Linked DNA regions of Gossypium hirsutum: region 2 is linked to region 1. The links are chromatin contacts, called in public Hi-C maps. All regions are on one chromosome and are shown on one strand. Each heading gives the region's core, a stretch centred on a gene start, on an enhancer-like site or on the middle of the called end of the contact. The rest is flanking DNA. Distances are from core to core; before and after follow the strand shown.

The links. A called contact is a pair of places that touch in the nucleus more often than the background predicts.
Region 2: a contact with region 1 is called in a Hi-C map of leaf, with 2.1 times the contacts expected there. The contact joins the enhancer-like site here to the promoter of LOC107945213 in region 1. A contact is called at or near these places in 5 of 34 Hi-C or Micro-C datasets (all in leaf).

Annotation. Positions count from the first base shown.
Region 1 is chrD12:7,025,099-7,030,663 of Gossypium_hirsutum_v2.1, forward strand. It overlaps LOC107945213 (ABC transporter C family member 2), which reads right to left and starts at 3,223. Exons shown (of 28, transcript XM_041108345.1): 1 at 3,110-3,223; 2 at 2,211-2,629; 3 at 1,297-1,475; 4 at 1,147-1,186; 5 at 804-960; 6 at 233-347; 7 at 60-140. The coding sequence starts at 2,543.
Region 2 is chrD12:7,113,188-7,118,752 of Gossypium_hirsutum_v2.1, forward strand. No RefSeq gene overlaps it. Among protein-coding and RNA genes, the nearest start is that of LOC107945216, 11 kb to the left of the region's middle. Within about 2 kb of position 3,109, at least 7 of the 9 cell types and tissues checked have an H3K27ac peak or open chromatin away from gene starts, as enhancers often do. A contact at or near this core is called in leaf, where this site is marked.

The DNA of each region.
Region 1 (5,565 bases), core at 1,973-4,472:
TATCTTAAGACATATAACCAAATATGAAAACAGACATAAGTAAGTCCATATTTCACTACCTTCCCCCAAGGCTACCATTCAGTGCTCTTAAGAGCCATGGTTTAGGCCTTCGTGATTCCTCAGCCCAACATTTCTGAAACCTACAAAGTCAGAAACAGATATCACACATTACCGCAATGCATAAAATATTTAAGAACCAAAATACAATTAAAAAAAAAAAAACAGCACATACTTGTTGTTTAGTGTTACTGTCCGATCCCAAGTATCTAACTTCCAGACATCCTTCTCTGTTATAGGTTTTTTATAGCCTTGCTCCATAAGGGGACTCATCCATGAAAAAAATATTTCTAGCAAAAGGGAAATGAGCAAAAGAGCATCAGAAGTGAATTACAAGTACAAATTTATTCATTGATCCTCGAGACATATCTACAGTTATCATTTGCATCATGATATAATTAGGGCTAAGAAGAAATGAAATAGGGAGGACTGCTAAACTATAATCCATATATCCATTATTCCATCAGAGTAATTTCATAGTTAAAAAGCAATGAGCATATAAAATTCCCATTGCAATAAAACATGCCATATCATTGTAAATTAAAAGCTAAATTACTCATCATGAGTGTGCAATACCAGCTGAAATGTCATATATGGGCGAACCATGGCAGCATACTAGGCATCAAAGATATAAGGATTTACACTATTGTCAATTTTGAGAATAAGGGCCTACATCTCAATCAACATATAATGTTAATTCAGGGCTCAACTAAGCATCAAAGATAAGTAGAGCAAGATATACATACTGGAAAAGATACTAACATGCCTCTCAGGACATATTTCCTCTCCTCCGGGAATTTCTTCATATCCAGCATCATCTACAAATTCAGTCCGCATTGGAGTATAACCAGGATATGGATCCAAATCAGGAAGATACACCAGCAAGAGTATCCCAAACAAACCCTAAACAAGAACAGCAACCGATCTTTAAGAGTGCAATCAGAAAGGGAAAGAAATAAGTAAAATTGATGCAATTTAATAATTGCATCACTGGCCATGTCATTATTGTCCTCGGGTTTTTAAGGCAAACTCATCATTATCCCTAATAATAGCCTTTTGTGGATAGAAAAGAAATGAAAGATAACACACCTGAACTAGGACCTCACTTAAGTAAAGATACAGGATGGAGCTGCACAAGTATAACAGAATATGAGTCTCAGCTAACAGTCTTAATCAAATATGCAAATTTGAACACATTAGTAAGGTTAAAGACGAAGAAAAGTAACCAAGAGAAAATACCTATCATAAAACTCCCTTACAGAAAGAATGAGATCGAGCATCACTGCATCCCCTATCAATGTATAAAGGAGGCCAAATCTGACAAACCATCGAAATTCATGAATATAGACTTTAGTTTCCACCCCAATCATGACAAAAATAGAGCACCATGTGAGAGCTTCCACGACCAAAGAAACAATCTGCACAAAGAATGAAAACAAAAAGCTTCAGATACGATTTACATTAGCCCCCAGGACTAAATAAAATATCAAACAGATAGATTGCTCGAGCCTTCTTGAACTAATCTTGATTGCAGGCTCATTATATACCAAACTAATTTAGACGAATAAAGAATAGCACTAGAATCTAGAAATATTCATATAAATAGTCAATAAAACAATTCAGACCACACACATCCTTCTTCCAGCATGTATATATATAACACATAACATACCATGCTAGTTGCCACAAAGCCATATATATAGAAGAAGTTAAATATACGAAACATCATAATCCACCATAAGACGTCAATTACTGAAAGCATCTTCAACCGGGAAAACCTGACAGTGAGATACAGCAGCCAGCGTGGAAGAAGCTACACAATAAAGTGTGTTTAATGCTAGTTCCAGTAGGGCTATAAAGAAAATGCTAAATCATCTTTGCATCTGGAATTTCCTCGCTTTCTCAACGGGCAAAAGATTGCAAACTCATGAAATACAGCTCATTGGCTGCCATTTACTCCATCCTCCAATAGGGACAAAAGCATTTGAACAAAGATAAAACCCAATTTCACATAAAAGTAGAAGCGATTACAGATTAAGGTCAACTACTCATCTAAAGGGTAATGTACAACAAAAGATTTACACATCCAAAATATCAGCAAAACCTACAAAACAAAAAAATAGATTATCAGGCAACACAGGGTGAAGTCCTACCTCAAATGGAGAAAGACCAGACTGTCCATCCAAATTTAGAACTGAAATCCCCATGATCAACCTGAAAAAAGGCTCAGCAGTAGCATAAAGAGCCAACAGACCGAGCATATAATTATAATATTTGGACCGAAGACAGAAGCGCTGAGCTTTGAAATCTCTCTTGATCAGCCATATACGATAAACACAAAGACCCAATAACACCAGATGAGATAGGGTGACAACCAGCGAATCAGTTGCACAGGGTGTGTAAGCACCAAAGGCATTGGACACGGACCTTTTCCATACCCCGTCAGCCACTGGTCTACAGAACCAAACCAATGGCTCAAAAGCCATTATGTTCTTGTTGATGCTTTACACAACTCTCTTCACTTAAAATGTACGAAATCGTCCACCCTCTTAGAGATGACTCATCGCTTTGCCTGCAACCGATTTGAAGTAAATTTAGACTTAAATCAATAAACAAAACCGAAATATAAAGCGCAAAGACCATTTCTCATCCTATTTATTTATCTGCTCTCAGCTAAACTTGAGTGGCGTTGACATAGAAATATTAAAGTTTTCTCAGCATCCAAACAAAAACAAGTGCCCAACCCCAACAACTAGTATTGTTCATTTCTACCGATGTAAAGGACTAAAAAAGCATTTTCTACATAACACCCAAAGGTGTGAATGAGAGTGAGAAAAGTATACCTGTGATTCAAGGTTTCAGTTAAAAGAAGGCTTCAGAAAATAATGAACACAAGTTTTTGGATCAGAGAAAGGGAGAGAGAGAAAAACTTAAAAAGGCATTAATAATTCAATATTGTCTGCTAGTATTTTCTAAAGCGAACAAAAAATTATTTTCGTTTTCCAACAAAAAAGATCTTAAAAATTTTCCGTAAGGATTCTGGAGCACTTACCCCTTTTTGTTCCCTCTCTCTCTCTCTCTTGGCTCACTTGGTGAGAAGAGAATTGGATTCGTTACTCTTTAAGTCATTTATCTCATCAAATAATATATTTACGAAATTTAGGCAAAATGTCGTTCCTGGCGACGAGGAAACTGCGTCACCGCTTACGAATGTTATATTATTTTATGACGTTCCCATCTTAGCAAATGAAAAATGAATAAAAAACAAGACAAGTATAAAAGTTATTTTTATCATTTTAAAGTTACTTTAAATATTATATAAAAGTACGAATCATAATAATATTAATTAAATTAGTGTTGACTTGACTTAATTAATTCGAATAATATATTTAAATAATTGTAATTATAATTAATCATCATTTATATTATTTATAAACCTTAGGATCCACAATTGAATTGAAAAACTATTAAAATATATGCTTTTAAAAAATAAATTTTATAATAAATAATTATAGTATATTTAATATTTACGTATATGTTATTATTAATTAATTTTAAATATTTTTAAATATACATATATAACTTTTATATTTTTAGATATTTGTTCCCACGTGTATAAATAAAAATAAAAATTCACCGATAGTACAGTGAATTTGAGTGAGCATACGAACCATACAAGTATGAGATATTTTATTTTTATCATGTGGGAGGGAGGCTATCCTTGTCTTTTCATAATCTGGTTTGCTTTTTTAATTGACAAGTTGGTTTGGCGGTTAGTTAATTGGTAGAACCAAAAACAAAATATATAACAGTCGGATGCACATTATAGTTTTTGGCACATCATATTTTATATTTGAAGGCATTACCTTTTAATTTTTTTTTAATATTTATTTGTATTTATATTTTTTATATGTTAAATATAAAAGTTTTAATATTTTATTTTACTGAATTAACTTTTAATATTATCATGTTAAAATTAATGAATATTAGCTTAAAAAATATAAATATTAATAGCATTTATCAGATTAAATTATTTTTAAAATATACTAAAAATTAGTTACATTTATTGATTAAAGTAGAGCAAAGATAAATATAAAATTACAAAAAAATCGAATATTAACAATTTTGAAAGTAAAACAAATTAATCTAAAAATAAAATAAAATAATATTATTTAAATTATAATACATTAATATTAATATTCAATTTTTGTATTTTTTATTTAATATTTTTAAAATTTTTAATACTATAGTCTATTAAGTTCAAATCTCACACATTTTATACAAAAAGGTAAGAAGACAAATATATCCTCGAATTTATATTCATTACTTTGTAAAAGAGTGACTTTTTCTTCTTTTCTCAATAGAGTTATTATCTTGTTAACTTGTGGTATCAACTTAATTAAAGATTTAAACTATAGTATAGATGCCATATATTCACATTACTATCGAAATTACATAAAAAAACAGTTGGCATAAAACTGATATCGACTAAAATTTACATCAAAATAAAAATTAGAAATTATTGTTGTAATTTATTATTGGAATAGGACATTCTGGCTGATATGACAAGATTAACTTCCTTGATTGAAAGCCAGCGAAACTATTTTTGAATATAATTATATAATAATATTTTAAAATTTATTATCATGTAGACTACCCAATATATTTGTAGAACTATTTTTATTTTAATTAGATATATTTAAGTTTATAATATTTTATTTAATTTTACAAAAAATTAATGTAATATAAAATATTTAATATTTAAACATTTTAAGTTGATAATAATACAAATGTCTGTTGATAATATTCCCTAAATAAATAAATCACACACCAACCAACAAATAATTTCTATAATTCAATCTCGTGATATGCATTGGCCAATGGATCCATTTCACTATATTGAATAGTGAATCTATAATAATGTTGATTTGATGAACTAAGGACTTTTTAGTAATATCTATTTTAACAAAAAACCTTGTTTATATATAAAAAGAAATTAAAAATAAAATTTTACACCTATAATTACACTAATCAAAATTGCATATCATAAATTATAAATAAATCATGAATCACATATGGTTAATGCCTTAAATGGAATGTTTGGTCTGACCATTGAGTGGTAGGAATTTGTCAAAACTCAACCTCTTTTTTGCTTTTCAACTTTTTTCTACTTTTCCATTGTATTATCATAGCGAATCTTGATAATTTTTTAATACAGTATCTATATTGTTTTTTGGTCCAATTTAATATTTGTTTCTTTATAAATTTATTTAAAGTTATGTATTTTAGTTTTTGAAGGTAATAGCGTTGACTTTTTAGTGTTTAATTCAGGTTTTAAGGTTGATTCGGTGAAAGTTAATTGCTAATATTATTATATTTGAATTTTTAATGATTATGTTAATAATAAATTTAGTATTAATTTGAATTTGCTTAATTTTGCATTTGATTTGTCAAATATAGTCCAATAAATTTGATTTAATTTGTATTTTAAAATTGATTTGATGAAAG
Region 2 (5,565 bases), core at 1,859-4,358, 88 kb after region 1:
AAGTAGCAAAGATTTCAAAAAATAAAGAGATTGTTTTACACAAACCAAAATCTCTCAAAAATATTTTAAAAGAGACATCTCTCTAAGGTGTTTTTTCAAAAGAAATAGCAGTGTCTTCATAGACTACTACACAAAAATCCTCACAATATTTTCAAAACAAATATTTTGAAAAAATTCTTGTTGTGGAGGAAGAATTTTGAGAAAAACCTCCACATATACTTGGAAAAGAACTTTTCAATGGATCGCATTTCAAGCCATTGGATTCTCAAAAACCCAACAGTATTATAAAAGCATACTGGTTCTAATTGAATCAGTATTGTTCAAACACTACACAAACCCAAAAGATCCAAAGTTTATTACCCATTCAACAACCCAAATATTAAAAATTCTTCGACCAAGGGATTGGAGTGAAAACCCAAATTCTCCAAAGAAATTTCCAGCCAAATTTACCACAAAAAGTGACCACCACCTATATTTCATATATTGGGATTACCAAATGGCGTGGTACAACACATTCTTAATGAAGAACCAACATATGAGACATTCTTGGCTTATATATTTCAAATAAGGTACCCAATTCAAATTCCCAAATTGGTTCCAAGAATGGTGGAATTGGTATGGACCATCATCCTTCGAGATCCTACCAGAAAAAAATTCAAAATTTATGGCCCAAATTCTTTAACAAATTTCAACTTGAACCAGACCAAAAACACATTTACAGAACAATCCATTTTTTTTCTCAAAGTTGTGCATTTCTTGGATTGTTTCTTGGAATTATTCCTATGAGCAAGTTCAATGTACTGGAATTCCATTATTAGTTCGAAACTACAGAAATAAATGGTGGGACAAGTTTAATGATGAAAAATATGATTCAAAATATTTGGATAACTTTTTCAACAAGAATCCAAGATTATATAAGTTCGAAGCCCGAGATCAAACCACAACAAAATTCCTTCAAGCAAAATTGACAGCTAGTGTGATGTTAGCTCAAACCAAGACCAAGAATGAATACAAAAAACTCATGGTTGAAATGCTCAGCTTAATGGATTCTGAATCCGAAGATGAGAAATCTTCAGCGTCTTCAATCAAAACGGTGGATCTTGCAGACGATACCACCTCCGTAACTATTACTAGGACAAAAAAACATGATGCAAAAGAAAGAAATGAATGAAGAGGAATAGGAAATATTCTCTAAGGTAAATAGTAAATATTCCCTAGCAAGAACAGTAAGATTCTCTGGCACATGAATAGTGAATATTCTCTGTAGTTTGTATTTTTGTAACCAGAGAATATATTCTCTGAAAAGTTTCAATTATATAATGATGTAAGGGATTGAATTTCCCGATTCAAATGATATAAAGAGGCAATAGCCCTCTATAAAAGGGTATCAGATTTAGAATGAAGGGCACGACTTGAAATACCCATTTCAGAAATCAAAACTCGTTTCTCCAAATTTTTAAGTTTTCAAAATTTAAGTTTTAAATTATTTTCCTTTTCAAGATTTAATCAAATTTTAATTTTAACTTACAAATTACGATTACGATTATCACATTTCAAATTCCATCCTCAGATCCTCGGGACATAAATATTAAATTAATATATTTACGAAGTTGGTATAGTAGAATATTAAAGGTTGATCCTTTAATTTTTCTTATTAATTGCTTAATTAAGGTACAAAGACTAAATTGTAAAAATCTTATCTTTATAACTTTTTAATTGGCCAAAGATTCCTAATGGAAATTAAACCAATTTATAATGTATGTTAGTGGGAAATGATGGAAGAATCCATTTATATGTTAATTAATGAAGGATTAGGTTAACTAAGGTCTTAATTAAGGTCTCTTGCAACCTTCTATTCTGCTCCAATAATTTCCTATTATCTTCAATCAAGTACGCATGTATCTTGCGAGCTCTTTGTAGCACCCCCACGGTAGATTGATGAACATTTTGTGTTTCCCTCTTCTTAATCTCTGCTTCGTTAATGCCCTCAGCGAGCCCCACACTAGCCATGCCAGCTTTAGTTAAGATCATTTGCAGAGAGAGTACTAACTCTTGCGGAGAAGGTTTACTTGTGCTACTAGATGACTTAGATGGTCAGATGTACTACTTTGCTTCTTCAGACATACAACTGTTCCATTGCTTCCTCACCTCATTAGGACTAAAAGAAAACTTTTCTTACTGAGATGTTCTCTCTATTGAAATAAAATCCTTGGTTCACCACCAGAAGCGATGAACTTCATGGAACCACTAGGGGGCCATGATCAATAATAGCTCTGAAAATGTCATCAGTTGTTGGTCTTGGTGGTGGAGGAGAATTATCAGGAGAAATGGGGAGAGATGAAATTGTGGCAGGATCTGTAGTAATAGGAGTTATCTCGACAGATGGCTCATCGTAATCTCTTCTTTTCTTATGATGAAGCTCCCCTATTGGGCTACCATCATCTTCAATACTTAGTATAAGGTTAGCAATTCCAGCAGCAGTCTTTTGCCTCTTTCTACTACTAGCACTTCCCTCCCCAACAGTAGTGCCAGAGGGACCACCTCGCATACTCTGCGTAAAAGACCACACGTCCATGTATTTGTCGATCTCTCTTGATAAGCTGGTGGATTCCTTTAAACTTTTTTCAATACTGCGAGCTGTGCTTGCATCACTAGTAAGTATAACATCAGCACCAACAATTAGTATAAGATGGTTCTCACCACTTTCCACATTCCCTGAAGATTTCAAAGACTATGAACGAGGCTTTAATTTACAAAAAATATAGAAATCATTTTTAGGTTTATCTTTGTGTCCCAATAATATGAGCCTCAACTCGTGAGTAGCTCCATGTGGCCAAGCAAACTGTGCAGGTAGTAATCCAACGATGTCCACACCATCACCAGCATCAACTTGTCTCCATCCATTGTTAGCTATAGTAATATAATATTTTTTTTTGAAATTTCCAGATTGGGCTTTATTATGAAAATAAAAGTTATTGTTCAAAACTGAAATCAAACCAAATAAACAAAAATAAGATAAAAGAACCTAAAACCCAATACGGCCCAAATCAGATGGCCTTAACCAAAATAAAATCTAGATATTTATAATGAATGTTCTAGAATCGGTCATTAAAGCACCGACCCATTGCCCAATCAGAAGAAGCATGGGAAACCGTCTTCAGTCTTTTCTGTCATCTCCTTTCATAATGACGATTTCATTTCCAAGGTAAGCCAAAAGAAATCAGTCCGTTTCATTTTCTTGTTCAAAGCCTTTCATTCTTCATTTTTCTTCTCTGGAGACTTCTTCTTCACTTCCCCCATCCAGCCGAGCTTGATCCATTTGCATAATCTGGAACTCCCCTATCCAGGTAAAACTCTTCTCCTCTTCTCAATGATTCTGTTGCTATGATATGAGCAAGACCATTTGCGGATCTAGGTATATACTGAAATCTGATGTTTTCAAGTCCATAGATTTCCTGTTGAATGTCAAAAATGTATACTCCCACCATAGATCTATCTTGACTCTTCGATTTACATTTTTTGACTATTGTGAGGGAGTCTCCTTCAAGGATCAAATGTCGCCATCCCCTCCTGATTCCCATTTGAACGCCTTTCCGGCAGGCAATTGCTTCAGCAGCAAAGGCTGATGGAATACCAAAATGAATCTCTGAATATGAAAAAAGAATAGTACCATTCGAATCTCTGGCCACAATACCCACACCCGACTGATTCTTTACTTTATCGTAAGCACCATCAAAGTTGATCTTCATGAAACTTTCCTGTGGTGGCGACCATCTCTTTTTCTCTAAGGTACGGTTCAGATCTCTCTTCTCAAGACTATCAATTTCTTTGATGTAACTGATTATAAGATTTGCAACTTCCGTCCCCTTTCTAATTTTACCTTCATGTATTCTTTTGTTTCTGTCACCCCATATTGCCCAGAGTGCACAACAAAATACGCGACTTTGATCAAGGTTGAGCTGCTCTATTGCCTAGGTAATCCACTGTCCAAAATCTTCACAATGATTCCTTAAAATGCACTGAAACGATAATGATCTCCACACCTCCCTTGTAACATGACAGTAACGAAATAAGTGGTTCATTGTTTCAGCTTCTTCTCCACATCAGGGGCAGCTCGGATTTACTACTAACTTCCGATGTTGAAGATTCACCTTTGTAGGCAGATAATTCCTAGATAGCTTCCATATTGTAACCTTAATTTTAGCTGGTAGATTCAGGCACCATAGTTTTTTATAAAAATTCCCATAGATGGTCTGTAAAGCATAAGCTCTAGGATTGTCAGTCAATTTTTGTAATAGTTGATAGGCACTTCTGACCGTAAACTCACCCGACCGTTCGCCTCCCCAGATAAGAAAATCATCATGCGGTGTTTGTGCCAGAGGGATTCTGAGGATTCTAGCTGCGTCGTCTTCCAGGAAGGTACTAGTAATCAACTCTTTTTTCCAACTTCTGGTATTATTATCAATCAACTCGCCAACTTTAACATCACGCAAAAAATTAATATCTGATGATAATCTAAAATTAACAGAATCTGGAATCCAAGCATCGCTTATGCAAATATTAGTACCCGTCCCCACCCTCCAACAATGCCCTTTTTTCAAAAAGTCCTTTGCTGCCCAAATACTTTTCCATACATACGAACTAGAATTTCCTAACCTGAAATTTAAGAAATTATCATCCGAAAAATACGTAGCTTTAAACACTTTCGTTACAAGCGCATTCTGATTATTCATAATCCTCCACCCTTGCTTAGCCAATAGAGCTACATTGAACTGTGCCATATTTCGGAAGCCCATACCACCCTCTTCTTTAGGCCTACACATAAATTCCCATTGACACCAATGAATTCCTTTCTTTCCTTTCCCTTTCTGCCACCAAAATCTAGCAACTAAATTGTCAAACTAATCACAAAGCGATTTTGGTAATAGAAAACATGTCATAGCATAAGTAGGAATTGCCTGAAGAACTGATTTAATAAAAACCTCTCTACCCCCTTGAGAGAATAAGCGAGTACTTCAATTATCAATTCTTTGCTTTATTCTGTCTTTGAGATTCTAAAACGATTCTTTTTTCTTCCGGCCTACAATATTTGGCAATCCAAGATATTTTTCCATATTGTTCGAAAATCTTATTCCCATATCAGCTGATAACCTGCCTTTATCCCCCTCCTTCAAATTCGAACTAAAAAAGATCATTGATTTATTAAAGTTAACACATAGCTTTGAAGTAACTTGTACTACTTTCTGTGGCTTCACCAAACAAAATACAATCGTCTGCGAATAACAAGTGCGATATTATCGGGCCTCTTCTGCTGGCTCTCACCCCTTTAATCAATCCCTCTTTTGTAGCATTCCTGATTAACGACGATTAACCTTCACTGCAAATAAGAAGTAGAAAAGGGCTACGTGGGTCACCCTGTCTGAGTCCTCTGGTTGGTTCAAAGACTCTACCATTCTTCCCGTTCGTAGTAACAACATAAGAGACTGTAGAAATACATCTCATTATAAGTACCACCCATTCCTTCGCAAAACCCATCCGTATCATAACTTCCTTCAAGAAAGCCCA